2 separate regions of the Arachis hypogaea genome follow, and region 1 is linked to region 2. The links are chromatin contacts, called in public Hi-C maps. All regions are on one chromosome and are shown on one strand. Each heading gives the region's core, a stretch centred on a gene start, on an enhancer-like site or on the middle of the called end of the contact. The rest is flanking DNA. Distances are from core to core; before and after follow the strand shown.

Region 1 (6,917 bases), core at 3,201-5,700, 350 kb after region 2:
TCCAAGATTAATGTGAAAAGATATGGACTTAGAATTATCCCTGGTGTAATCCTATACTAATAGGAAATTCCTCTGTCACACCACCTTGAGTCTTCACATTAGTTGTGGCCCCATCATACATGTCTTTAATTGCACAAATATATGCAATCATTACTCTCCTCTTTTCTAAAACCTTCCATAAGACCTCCCTTGGTACTCTATCATACGCTTTTTCCAAATCAATAAACAACATATGTAGATCCCTTTTATTACTACGATACCTCTTCATTATCCTTCTTAATAGGTATATCGCTTCAGTGGTAGATCTGCCTGTCATAAATCCAAATTGGTTCTCTGTTACTTGTGTCTCTTTTCTCAATCTCCGTTCTATCACCCTTTCCCATAACTTTATAGTATGACTCATAAGCTTGATTCTTCTATAGTTTCCGCAACTTTGTATATCCCCCTTATTCTTGTAGATAGGTACCAAGGTGCTCTTTCTCCACTCATCAGACATCTTCTTTGACCTTAAAATCTCATTAAATGACTTGGTTAACCAGTTAATGCCTTTTTCTCCAAGACCCTTCCAAACCTCAATCGGGATATTATCAGGTCCTACTGCCCTGCCATTTTTCATCTGCTTTAGAGTCTCTTTTACCTCGAAATCTCGAAACCTTCGATAGTAGTTAAAGTTTTGATCTTCTTCCCTGGTGCATAACCAACCAAGGCTCGAAAGAGTCTTTTGTCCCTCATTAAATAACTCGTAGAAGTAGCTCTTCCACCTTTCATTAATCTTCTCCTCTTGAGCCAACACCTCTCCATCCTTATTCTTTATGCACTTAACCTGATCCAAATCTCTCGTTCTTTTTTCACGGCTCTTTGCGATTCTATATATAACTTTCTCCTTTTCTGCCCAAAGACTGGTAGAGACCATCATATGCTCTTGTTCTTACTTCACTTACAGCCATTTTTGTCTCTTTCTTAGCCGCCTTATATTTTTCCCAGTTATCTGCGTTGCGGCATAAAGACCACTCTTTAAAGCACTCTCTTTTTATCTTTATCTTTTCTTGTACACTCGCATTCCACCACTAGGACTCCTTGTCTCTTGGTCCTATTCTTTTAGATTCACCAAAACTTTCTTTTGCTGTTCTTCTAATAACTTCTGCTATCTCCCTCCACATCTCTTCCGCGCTTCCATTCATATCCCACTTTGCCTCTTCTCCTACCTATCAAAGGAAGTTTCTTTGTTCCTCACCTTTCATCCACCACCACCTCGTCCTTGGGTTCTTCGTATGATGTCTTTTCCTCAACTTTTGCTCAACGTGAAAATCCATGACGAATATTCTATGTTGTGTTGTCAAACTCTCTCCCGGAATAATTTTACAATTAATGCAAAATTTTCGGTCGACTCTCCTCAACAAGAAGAAGTCGATTTGAGAGCTTGTCATGCCACTCTTATAGGTTTAAGATGTTCGTCTCTCTTTTTAAAACATGTATTTGTGATGAAAAGATCAAAGGTTGAGAAAAAGTCCAAAATAGTTTTACCTTCATCATTGATCACCCCGAAACCATGGCCTCCGTGAATACTCGCATATCCAGTCACTTCTCTCCCAACATGGCCATTTAAATCTCCTCCTAAGAAAATCTTATCTTCCAAAGGTATGTCCTGAACCAAACTCTCTAGATCCTCCCAAAACCTTATCTTGTGTTGTTCGTCCGAACCCACTTGCAGTGCATATGCGCTAATCACATGGAAAGCACATCCCTCCACCACAAATTTGATAGAGATGATCTGATCTCCTACCATCTTGACATCCACTACGTCCTTCTTCCACTGATTATCCACAACTATTCCAACCCCATTTCTATTCTTCACATTTCCTGTATACCAAAGTTTGAAACCAGAAGTATCCAACTCCCTAGCCTTCGCACCAACCCATTTTGTTTCTTGTAGGCATGCAATGTTAATCTTCTTCCTTGTCATGGTGTCCACCACCTCCATGGACTTTTCTGTTAGAGTGCTTATGTTCCATGTCCCAAATCTCAACCTTCTGTCGCTCCAACCTTTACCTTTTACTTTGTGAACTTAGCTTATTTACCCTCGTCCGTTCACGAAAACGCGAGAACCCTTGCTCATTTAACACTACATCCGGGCACCAATGCAGCTGCTCTTGCTCATTTGACACCGTACTCGAGCCATACAGCACGTTGCTTCCGGGCAACGACCTAGCTTTAGCGCAATAATGTCTTTGATTCATGTCACGGGAATTCGACTATATTTTTATGTTGGTTGTCGAAGACCTAACACAACCCTCCTCCTTTATCCGGACTTGGGACCGGCTATGTACCGCAAATGTAACATAGGCGGAGTTAAAATGTGTATAATATGTGGTAGACAAAAACACCATATGGGATTTCAGAGAAATACCGGAGTTTTTCCAAGCAAATGTGATAGGTTCCCTATTTGGGCCAATCGCAAAGGAAAATACACATAAGGCATAAGCTGATTTATTATCATATGCCCTCAACAAATTGTTGAGACCTGGAAAATAAGTTGGAAATGAGTAGATCAGATTCTGAGATATCCTGAAGAAAGGCACTCAAAGAAGTGAAGGTTAATTCAGAATAAATCAGCTTACGGACAACCTTCATGACCAATCTTCTGCAAAAACCATTTGCTGCATGATTTATTAAACTCGTTAGACTATGACAAAAGATTGCATATAACCTTAGGTAGATCCACATATGAATAATATATTAGAATAATCCAACTTCTTAGTGATTAAAAACTAGTTTTGGTATTGACTAAGAGTCTAAGACTTAAGTCGTTCAGCTAGCTATACATTCAATAGTTGTTATAAGTTAAAATTCACATTTCTAACATTTTTCCCTGTTCGATTATACATCTTAACCCTCCCAAAAACTCTTCTAGTGATTTTTGAGTAGTAGAATATTTAGCTTCTTAAGAAGTATTTAAAACACTAAAAGGAAGCGGCTGTCACTGCATATCCAAACACAAAAGAACTCAGTTGCAAATTTAGTTCTTTACACACAAGCGCTTAAATTCTTTTTACACAAATAGGCCCTAACCGACTCTTCCACCCCCTTTCTATTGATCTGTAAATGTTCAACCTTTGTTAACAGCTTTTCCTGCCAAGGTTATTCTTATTCCTGCTGCCTTATTATCTATATCACTCTTATTGGCTGGTATTATTCGATTCGAATAGGTCCTAGAAGGTAAACTTTTACTGAATTACAGTCAAAGAATGTTGGACTGCAGAATTCTAATCATGTGCAAAGACAGTCATAATGGATGGGCAGAGAAACTGGGATGAATATGATTAGAAATGTCAAAAATGTGGAAAGGATTGGATTAGCTATGCATTCCCTAGGTGGAGTCTAAAACTGACATAAGTGGATAGAAAGAGATAAGTGGATTTATGATACAATATCAAGCCCAAAGCCAAACGAAAATCCATGTAACAAACCCGAGTTTGTAGGAAGATGGGTTTGTTGTTGCAGTGAAAATGCATTTCTACAACACACAGTGAATAATAAAGCATAGCACTCTTGATTCAACCCTTGTTCGAAAGTATTCAGTAGCTCCACTGGAACAAGTCTATGAAAAACATATGAGAAAGATCACTTATCATCGGAAGGAAGAAGACGGAGTGGAATTTGGCTAATTCAGAAAAAGCGCAGAGGAAGAAAATCAGATTTCAGAAAGTCAAGCGGAGGTGAGAAAAAAAGAAAGATAATCACTGTGCTATCATACAATTGGAACACTGCAAATAAGGCTGCATCAATAAGAAGTTCCAACTTTAATGTACACAATGGATCCATTTTGAGTATTTACTTTAAATAAATTCATCAACATTGAGCCTAGACCCCTTAAGAAATATAATTAACTTTAAGACCACTTGTACAACTTCTCAGCTATAGAGCTAATTTCAGGGCTGAAATAAAAACTGACAAGATAAAACATTTTCTTAACCATTTGGATGATGTATATGGTCATAATCTTACTAGAACAAATGAATCATATGCAAATGGTGAATCAAATATAAATTGGTAGCATATAGTGATTTCCACTACCAAGACAGTACTACCATCACAGATTTATGATCAAGAAATAAAAGTGGGTTTAAATTTTGATATGAACAATCTGACACAGTGCTTATTCAGCAACTATTCTTACATACAAGGGAACCCATTCCTAAAATGTTATAGAATGACCCCCTGCTTTCATTTGTCGATCTACCACCGTATTATTAACCAATTTTGAGAAATTGTCCTTTTCCTTATTCTTTTATTTTCATAGTATCAAGGTATTGGTCTTATAGAACAGACATAAAATAAAAAACACTTTTTGTGAACCCAAAAAGAGAGTAACTTAAGATGATGATAAAATGTGAAATAGAACTTACATGTAAGGCCCTGTAAAAAAAAAATTAAAAACATTCAAACAAAAGCAGTGTCAGGTTGAATACTACTCCCAACTTAGAATGATGTAAAATAAGATAATTATACCATCCTGGAAGACCTTTCATCGCATTTAAACAAAGGCAAGTGTCTTCAACCAACACAGGTCCATTAACCTTAACATACATTTGAAAAGCCATCAGAAAGGTTAAAAAATTGAGGGAAAAAAAGAAAATTCGACCCTAAAATCACACACATAATGGAATCAGTGAAAGCCAGATTGTGAGTGAATAACTGGAGCAGCCAAACGAGCCTTCTCTTTGGAGATATCTTCAGGCCCTCCTTGCATCTCTGGCACTGCAAAAACAAAACAAAACCCTTATAAGAATAAAAACAAAAAACAAACAGAAGAAAGGGTTAAATTAAAAGAATTAGAGAGAAAGAGTGAAGTATTACAGTCAAGTTTGAGGGACTGAAATGGTATGGACCGGCCCAAGATGGCACGAACTTCATCAATCTTTTTGGCATTGCCAGTTACAAAAGTAACAGGACGTGATAGTACCAATCCAGAAGCCATTTCGCCAAACCAAAGCTTCTTCCGGCTTTTATTTTGCTTCTGGTGTTAGAAGGTACAGAGAGAACCACACACCAGTAGTGTATAGTGAGTTCTTGACTCCTTGGGAATTGGGAGTGGCTATAGTGGCTGCAAGCAATGCTTTGCATCAACTATGAGAAAGAGACAAACCGCACTGTTGATAATTTATAATTTCTATCAATTGGATTTTTGACTATTTATTGTATATTGATATGTTTTGATGCTAGTGTTTTGAGTTGTTACCAAGGTTATGTGATTGTTCTTTATTGTATATTAATCTGTAATAGGCAAGTCAATTGGATTTTTTTTTTTTTCTTTAGTTGTTGTACATTGATCTATTTTGATGCTGGTGTGTGAAGGTTAGACTCCCTCATCTCATGCCACTCTTCAATTGGATTCGCACCTTGAAGCTGTGTGTCATCTTGTTGAACGAGGGACATTAAGAGTTGCCTTTGTTCTAGTGATAATGAAACTTTGGAGTTATTATGATCTGCAAACTGAGATGAGGTTAGGCTGCCTTTATCATTACATTTCTCTTTGGGAGTCATATTATTGATGCTGACTCCTTTGGATTGTTGCTTCATATGGGGAGGAAACCCATGCTTTTGGTAGCATACGTCTACCAAGTGACCGACGTTGTTGCAGAAGGAACAAATTTTGGTGTAACCTCCTCTACTAGAATTACCACAGCCTCTGTCACGTGCTCCTCTACCAAAGCCACCTCTCCCAAGTGAAGTGTTTCTCGTAGTGTCATCTCGGTTGTTGGAGTTATCACTATTGGTAGCAGCCAAAAAATTTTGTAGATTTCGAGTAACTCCATCACGCAGTTGTCTTGCTGTGTGAGCAAAGAAAAGACTTCGTTACGCTTAACCACTGCTTCAATTCTCCTCTTTCAATCCTAAAAGACCATACTCTTACATCAAAGTAGATCGTCACCAATAAAAATCAGGTTGACAATGCAACGAGCAACCAAAGCCTGCTTTGTCATACAAGGTCTTAATTTAAGGACATCCTTCTCAAACTCCCAAACTTTAGCGACACTACCAGTAATCACCGCATGAGCAAATCCCATGTTTGAAGTGATGGAAGCGATTTGAATCCCTCATAATAATGTCCCTCTCAGTAATTTTGGATATGAACTTAGCTGCATTATGGCAATCACCACAGACACGCAAGTTCTTGAATATCCTAATGGGACTTCTTGGTGGGGTGCTAATAATACCAAATGCCATTGCCAATCTCTCGCAATGACTCATCAAAATCTGCTCTTTCTCGTCATCCTCAACATCTTGCAGGACAAAACTGTAGTCCGGAACATAACCGAGGCTCTTCATTTTGGAAGCCAAAACCCTTAATTCTTCGTATATCTCTGTGCATTTAGGATGGGTTTGGTTCCCAGTGTAGAAGACTTCAACTATATTTCCCACTACAACAGAACTCCATCCAGGAATCTTCTTCAGACCGCGACCTCTGGCCAATGATCTTACTTTAGTCACCCCTTCCCATTTGCCAACGTTTGCATACATATTTGACAGCAAAACATAATAGCCAACATTTTCAGAATCAACTTCCAACAAACGACTTGAAGCAAAGGTACCCAAATCTACATTTCCATGTATTCTACAAGCACTTAGAAGAGCACCCCAGATCGACGCATCAGGCTGCATCGACATGCTGCTCACTAAATTATACGCCTTCTCCAAATATCCAGCTCTTCCAAGCAAATCAACCATGCAACCATAATGTCTTAAATTTGGCTTGATTCCATACTCTTTCTGCATCAAATCAAAACAGCGTTCACCCTCATTCACTAACCCAGAATGACTACATGCCGACAACAAAGATATGAATGTGATATGATCTGGCTCTACCCCTTCAGCTAGCATATCCTTAAAAAGTTGGAGTGCTACTTCTCCATCCC
Region 2 (6,478 bases), core at 404-2,903:
GTTTTGATATGATGGCATTAGCCTGATACATAATCACATCCAAAATCAGAGGATAATTGATCATAGCATGGCCTTCCATGAAGGAAAGGGAAACAAAACACTGAAAGCAAAAAACTAGGTGACATCATAAAAAGCAGTTACAGCATGCCTTTATAACGTCTCTCTACTCTCTCTCAGAAAGAAGCAAAATATCTATTATCTCATCTAATACAGCACTAGCACCAAACAGAACTTTCTTTGCTGGTTCACTGATGACAATGAATGCAGTTATGTATGCTTACTTTAAAATATAATTTATAAAAAAAAAAAAGTTTGAGAAGGGGGGGGGGGGGGTATGCAATTCTATAATTGAATGGGGGAAAAAAACACATACAATTTTAAGCAACATTCTTTTTTATAAAAAGAAATTAAGCAATATCAAGTAATTCATTTGTGAGATATAGAGAACACTAAAAAAGTAATGACTAGAAGGCAAACCTTGGCTTCAGCTAGAGCCATAACCAGCTCTTCAGGAGTTTCCTTTCGGATGCTCTTCTCATCAATATCAGCAGTCTGCACGTAAATACAAAAGATTAAAGAAGCCACGTCCACACCTTAAAATCCAATCCAATCATTGTTAAACGAATGTCATTTACTTACCATTTTCGTGAATTCGTACCCCATTTCAGATAGTATCTTGCGCCGTGCTACTGAGGATGATCCCAATATAATCTGCAAATGATAATATATCATCAAACATTCAACGTGATTCCATAATCTGACTTAAACTAAAATTGTAGACAACCAGAGCTTTAGTCAGAACTTCACTGCTAGCATGGGGTGTCATTGTCCTAACCCCTAAGCTAGATCCAACCATCACCATGATTTCTGGCAAACATTGTGGTTATATTTTTCTGGTTATGCACTTTTAACATCAAATTTGTTCTACTTCTCCTTAAACCAATTTTCTTATGTTGAAATAACACACATCTATATAAATATAAAAATAAGAAAACGGTAAAGATACACAGTATTAGTAAAAAGTAATTATGACAATGAGAATAGGATCTACGAAACACTTAAGTATAGATATGATGCAGATGCACACACACAGTTACATAATAAAAGATGATAAGAGTTGCAGTTCCATGCGAGTTAAACTGCCACAACAGACTCAGCTCGTTGTTAACTGAATTCAGTTAGTTAGTTAGTTAGTTAGTTAGTTAGTTATGTTACTGTTATATAAACAAATACAGTAACTATAACTACATCTCTGCAAGTAACGTGAAAACAGGGATAGAACTTCAGAAGGTAATATACATTAAACAGCCAATCTCTAATTGAACGATGCTTTGAAATAATTGAAATATAATTGACGGAAAGAGGAACCCTAGATTGGAAGGAGAAGAAGACGAACCTTGTAGGAAGAAGTGGAAGCTTCCATTGTTGCAAGCTAATAAACCGAATAGTGAGCGGGAAATGGAGACAGAGGCTATGAAAAAAAAACGAAAACGAGCGACTAAAATTAACGAACGAAGAGATTGGTGAATTTCGATTGAGCTGTGTACAAAGGTGTGTAAAATACTAAAATGTAGATGAGTAAAATCCCATCCCACCCCTATCCTTTTACATAAATGACAACCCGCTCCTCAACCATACAAAATTGACATCCCCACTTTTGAATTTTGATAATTGATAATTGATTTTATTGGACATTCAAATCTTTGGGAGTGGATCTTTTTAATTATTATGTTTTTTTTAATTGTTTGATAAAATACATTTAATATTTTTGTCACATATTTTTTTTCTTACCTAAAAAATATGATCACATTTTATCAAACAATGAAAGAAAAAATTGAGAGGATCATTCTCCAAATCTTCTTGTTAATCCTTCAAATAAATAATTAGGGATTTATGTGTCTTGTTAATAATAAATAATTAGGGATTTATGTGTCTTGTTAATAAAAAAGTTAAAAGTAAAAGAAACACTGATGTTTTTTTCTTGATTTCAATCAATTCATTTGAAAGCATCATTGTATTCCTTTAGAATTTAGAAACTTTCCTTTTTAGGAGTTTATATTCAATACTTACACCAAACCAAAATGCCAAAACAACCTATTAATTCAACTAGTCATAAAGAAAATGATATGTAAATACTCATTTAGTTTTGATGCCAAATGCAACACTTTTGTCTCACCAAATAATCTCACGAATATTCATTAGTATATTCGTTCAAATGTTTAGCAAATGGTGTGATATCATATCATTTGTAAGTCAAAACGTACTATAATCTTCTGTGTGTTTAAGGTCTCACAAGTTCAAACTTTTGGCTATAACAAATACATATTATCATTTATTTCCAGTCAGTTAATCAAATGCTACTTCCTACGAGGTATTAGAGATGATGAATTAGATATTTTAATTGGGAGGAGAAAAAAAAAGATAGGAATTTTAGTTTGTAGAAGAAAAAGAATTAGGAATCTTAAAGAAAAAGGAAAAAAGATCGTGAAGAAGAGAAGAATAAGAACGCTGGATTGAAGAATGACAAGGGTTAACGTAAATTACTGAGACACATACACCTTAACCATGTGCCCAAAACGTGTGCGTTTTGCTACCAAGGTAGGGGCCAATATCTAATTAAGATTGAATACATCATATGCTATAAGATTGAATAAATCAATAGCTCTGTTGAATGTTGATACAAGAGAAGCTCAATATCGCAGCAGCAACTCTAGCAAAAACAACTGAAGATCAAAGATCTTCAAGATCACATTAACGACTGGACACTATAGTAGAATTCAGTCAACTATGCGTGGTGGTTTGGTGGACAGAAAAAGGAAAGATTCAATTTTAGATGAAAGGATAAAAAAAGCTATTAAAAATCTTCACAAAATAATGAGTTTAGTTATAATGGTGATCAATGGTTCACCAATAATGGTGATTGGGAACTTCATAGCTTCTAGGCAATGCCTCTCACATACTGGTCCAATGTTGTATTGAACAGCTGACACCTACACAAACCCATCAAAGATTGATTCATCAAACAAGTTCTTCCATGGTAAATAAGGGGGAAAATTGAGAAGAAAAAGTGATATATACTACGTTACCTAATAGGAGATCCGGGTGTATAGAGTGGATTCTTGACAACATATTCAACATACAAATTGTAGATATACTTCAAGGAGTCCCGCAGATCACCGGTTCGAGGATGAGTCACTAGGATAATCTGCATGAAACATGAAAATCATGGAGAATCTCAATATAATCATAACCACAAGTTAATTACAAATATGGACAAAGTGCCAAATAAAAATTAATTACAACTTAAATCAGCACCAACTACATCTTAAGGTATACAAGAACATTGTTGTAGCTGACCTTTATTCCGGAAGGACTTTCCATGAAACTAAGTTTATATGTATTAGTTCGGAAACTGTGAAATTAACAACCTTGGCCGGGCAACTGAGGCACACCAAGGTTTCCTTTCTCTGCACTGCACAATAAGTTGGAATACGTGAACTAAACCTACCGGTTCAGTATAAAAAGTCTACACCAAAGAAACTCGTTTTACAATCATACAAAACATCCATCATCATCTATATTGTTGATCAATGGCTAATTGCTGAAATAGTAGACAAGATACCGTAATAAAGCAATTTCACAAACAAAATATAACAAACAGGAGAAAACTACACTTAATTAGGATAAAAATGAAGGGCACATCAGAATAAACAACCATCCCATTAAGTTCTATGAGATCATAGCACATTATTAACTTAATGATACCATGGTGCGAGGTTATAAACATTACTTACATGACCATTTAGGAATTGACAACCAAAACTAAGGACTTAATTTTCAATTGCAGGTTTATCACCTAGGCCCAACTTAACTCCTTATCATTGTCTAGTGCTGTAATTTCTACACATCGCACAGAAAATGATGTATAAATGTAAAAACTATTCTTAAGAAGGTACCTTGGCAACAATGTAACAAAAATGGTCAATTATCCATGAAAAATGGTCAACATTGTTAACGCACTACCCTCACCCGAAATTATATCTGTTGCATAATTTTGCAACAATTCTTAACTTTGTGTATATTTATTTAAATAAAATAACCAACATACATGGTAGGGTCCATCTTCGCTGTTAGTGACTTCAGTGAAAAAAGAAGTCCAAACATTAACTTATGGTCTTGCTGAGCATTCAATGTCCGCAATGGGCGATTCCACTCCCGATAGAGCAAGCATACACCATTCCTATTGAACACATACATCATATGGCCATTGTTCCCTGAAGCTGTCGGTACAGGAGGTGATGGACTGATTTCAGACCCTCCGAAAAATTGCATTCTTGATCAACAAGGATGTAGAAAGAGATACCAGTATACCATAACCTGAAGTGGATGTTAATCACTTTTAGTGCAGTATTTCACAATTGGCAGTAAACATAAGGTATCAGGTTGTGAGAACTGAACCGGTCAAGTGACTGGTTCAATGGTCCAACCGAGGTCGAACCATAGTTGAACCGGTTTAATTAAATATACAATGAAATTATTAAAAATTCAATATATAATTTTAAATATTTAAATTCAATGATTTATAAACTAATAAAATTCAAAAATTCAGAGTTTACATCAACTTCCATATCTCTTCCATCTAATAAAATAGAATAAAAAGCCAATAAGAACCCAAAGTTAATACTTAACAACATATATCTTTATTAAATGAAACAAGTTTTGCTATTTCACTAAATCCCACCAATGATACCAAGTGAGTGCATATTTTAAAGGGGCCAAAGCATCATAAAAGACTAGATAGGATTTGTAAGAAGAATTCTGAAGCATCTACAAATATATGAGGTACTTAAGTCGGCCTTAGAATGAATTTTCGTTGTCTTAAAAACAAGTTCTCTTTACAAAAGATATGCAGTAAACGCAAATTCATTTCAAAACAAAATGCTCAATAAAATTGGCTTCTATCCCACAAAACAAGAAGCCACAGCACACCACAAAATCATAAAGAATCAACTGAAATTTCAGCAATCTACTTCTGACCATAAAAATTCCCAAATTGGAACAACCAAACAAACAACCCATACCCACACAACCCCGAGAATCCAAAATTCAAGCAACAGGCCACAGAATAAAAGGAAAAAGGAACAGAAAGAATTAAGAAGAGTACCAATCTAATACCCAGAAATTTATTAATTTTTTTATTATAAGACAACAAGTTTTTCAAGGCACAAAACAATCCAAATTACATATAGCCAAAAACAACACAAATTACATCCAGAAAATTTTCAGAAAAATTAACTCAGCAGAGAAGAACAACCCATGAACAAAATTATACCAAAAAATTTGGCAAGATACCATCTACTCAGCCAGTAAAATTTAACAAATCAGTGAAACACCATCAACAAAATTAATCCAGAATAATTAAAATTCTTCAACATCATAGTTTATTTCAGTTTCATACAAATTAATAAAAGAAAAAACATAACAAATCCATCAGAAACTCATAATCATAAACATTAATCCAAATTACAGAATCATATAATCAGAGATAGAAACTCAAAATCATCAAAATCAAGTTATTAACGACAAAAAAAAAAACGAACAAGCACTGGTTACCGCGCGGCGAGGGAGGCACGAAACTGACGGCGAGGTAGGAGCGAAACAGACGGCGAGGCAGGGAGGAGCGAAACAGAATTGCTAGTGAAGGAGGAACGATTATACAGAGACGCATAGGAGAAGAGCTTGTGCGAGAGAGAAGAGGATCAAAGAGCTACCAACGTGCGAGACAGAAGAGGGCCAGACGCAACGACGTAGAGGAGAAGAGGGCCGAGCAGAGCTTCCAGAGGCGACTAAATTTTGAATGCTAGGCAGCGCTGGCTTAGTGAGCACCACTGCTGCTGCAGTTTGAGAGAGAGAGACAGAGGGACAGACGACGCCGAACTAGGTTGCAATGGAAATTATAGGGTTGGAACTTGGAAGGGAGAGGGCTGAGGGAGGAGTTGGTAAGCAAGGCATAGTTGTAAGAACCGAATCGGTGATCAAACCGGTCAGGTTACTGGTTTACTGGTTCAACCGATAAATCACTGGTTGAACCGGTAAAACCGGTTTCACGTAACTAGAAAATATAATAGCAAAGGTATAAAACAACAGCTATTACAAAATACAAATTTACATCAATTGTTCAATGTTGGGAGCATAACCTATTTCCAACAGTTCAATTCAAAGGGTTCCTGTTAGACAAGACAAAAGCAACCATATATGCATTCACTAAAATCTGTTTTGGACATAAAACCAGTTTTGTCAACATGTTTTCAAGCCTAAATCTGCCGAATGATTTAAATTATGAGCAAGATTGGTACCTAACAAAGACAAACAACCATGAGAAATTGATGAATGGATAACAAGCACTTTACTCACAAGTAAAATGGTTGCATTCATCTTGAAAACAACCATTTAATTCAACACACATTTAAAAGCAACA

The links. A called contact is a pair of places that touch in the nucleus more often than the background predicts.
Region 1: a contact with region 2 is called in a Hi-C map of leaf, with 2.9 times the contacts expected there. The contact joins the enhancer-like site here to the promoter of LOC112784336 in region 2. A contact is called at or near these places in 2 of 8 Hi-C or Micro-C datasets (leaf and an unstated tissue).

Annotation. Positions count from the first base shown.
Region 1 is chr20:30,564,056-30,570,972 of arahy.Tifrunner.gnm2.J5K5, forward strand. LOC112784852 (pentatricopeptide repeat-containing protein At4g33990) reads right to left here. Exons shown (of 4, transcript XM_072231643.1): 3 at 4,858-6,917; 4 at 4,346-4,758. The coding sequence ends at 6,037. It also overlaps the pseudogene LOC112784854. Among protein-coding and RNA genes, the nearest start is that of LOC112784852, 8.3 kb to the right of the region's middle. Within about 2 kb of position 4,451, at least 1 of the 3 cell types and tissues checked has open chromatin away from gene starts, as enhancers often do.
Region 2 is chr20:30,218,962-30,225,439 of arahy.Tifrunner.gnm2.J5K5, forward strand. It overlaps LOC112784336, which reads right to left and starts at 1,654. Exons shown (of 5, transcript XM_025827490.3): 1 at 1,397-1,654; 2 at 640-711; 3 at 478-552. The coding sequence starts at 1,423. It also overlaps the pseudogene LOC140182668.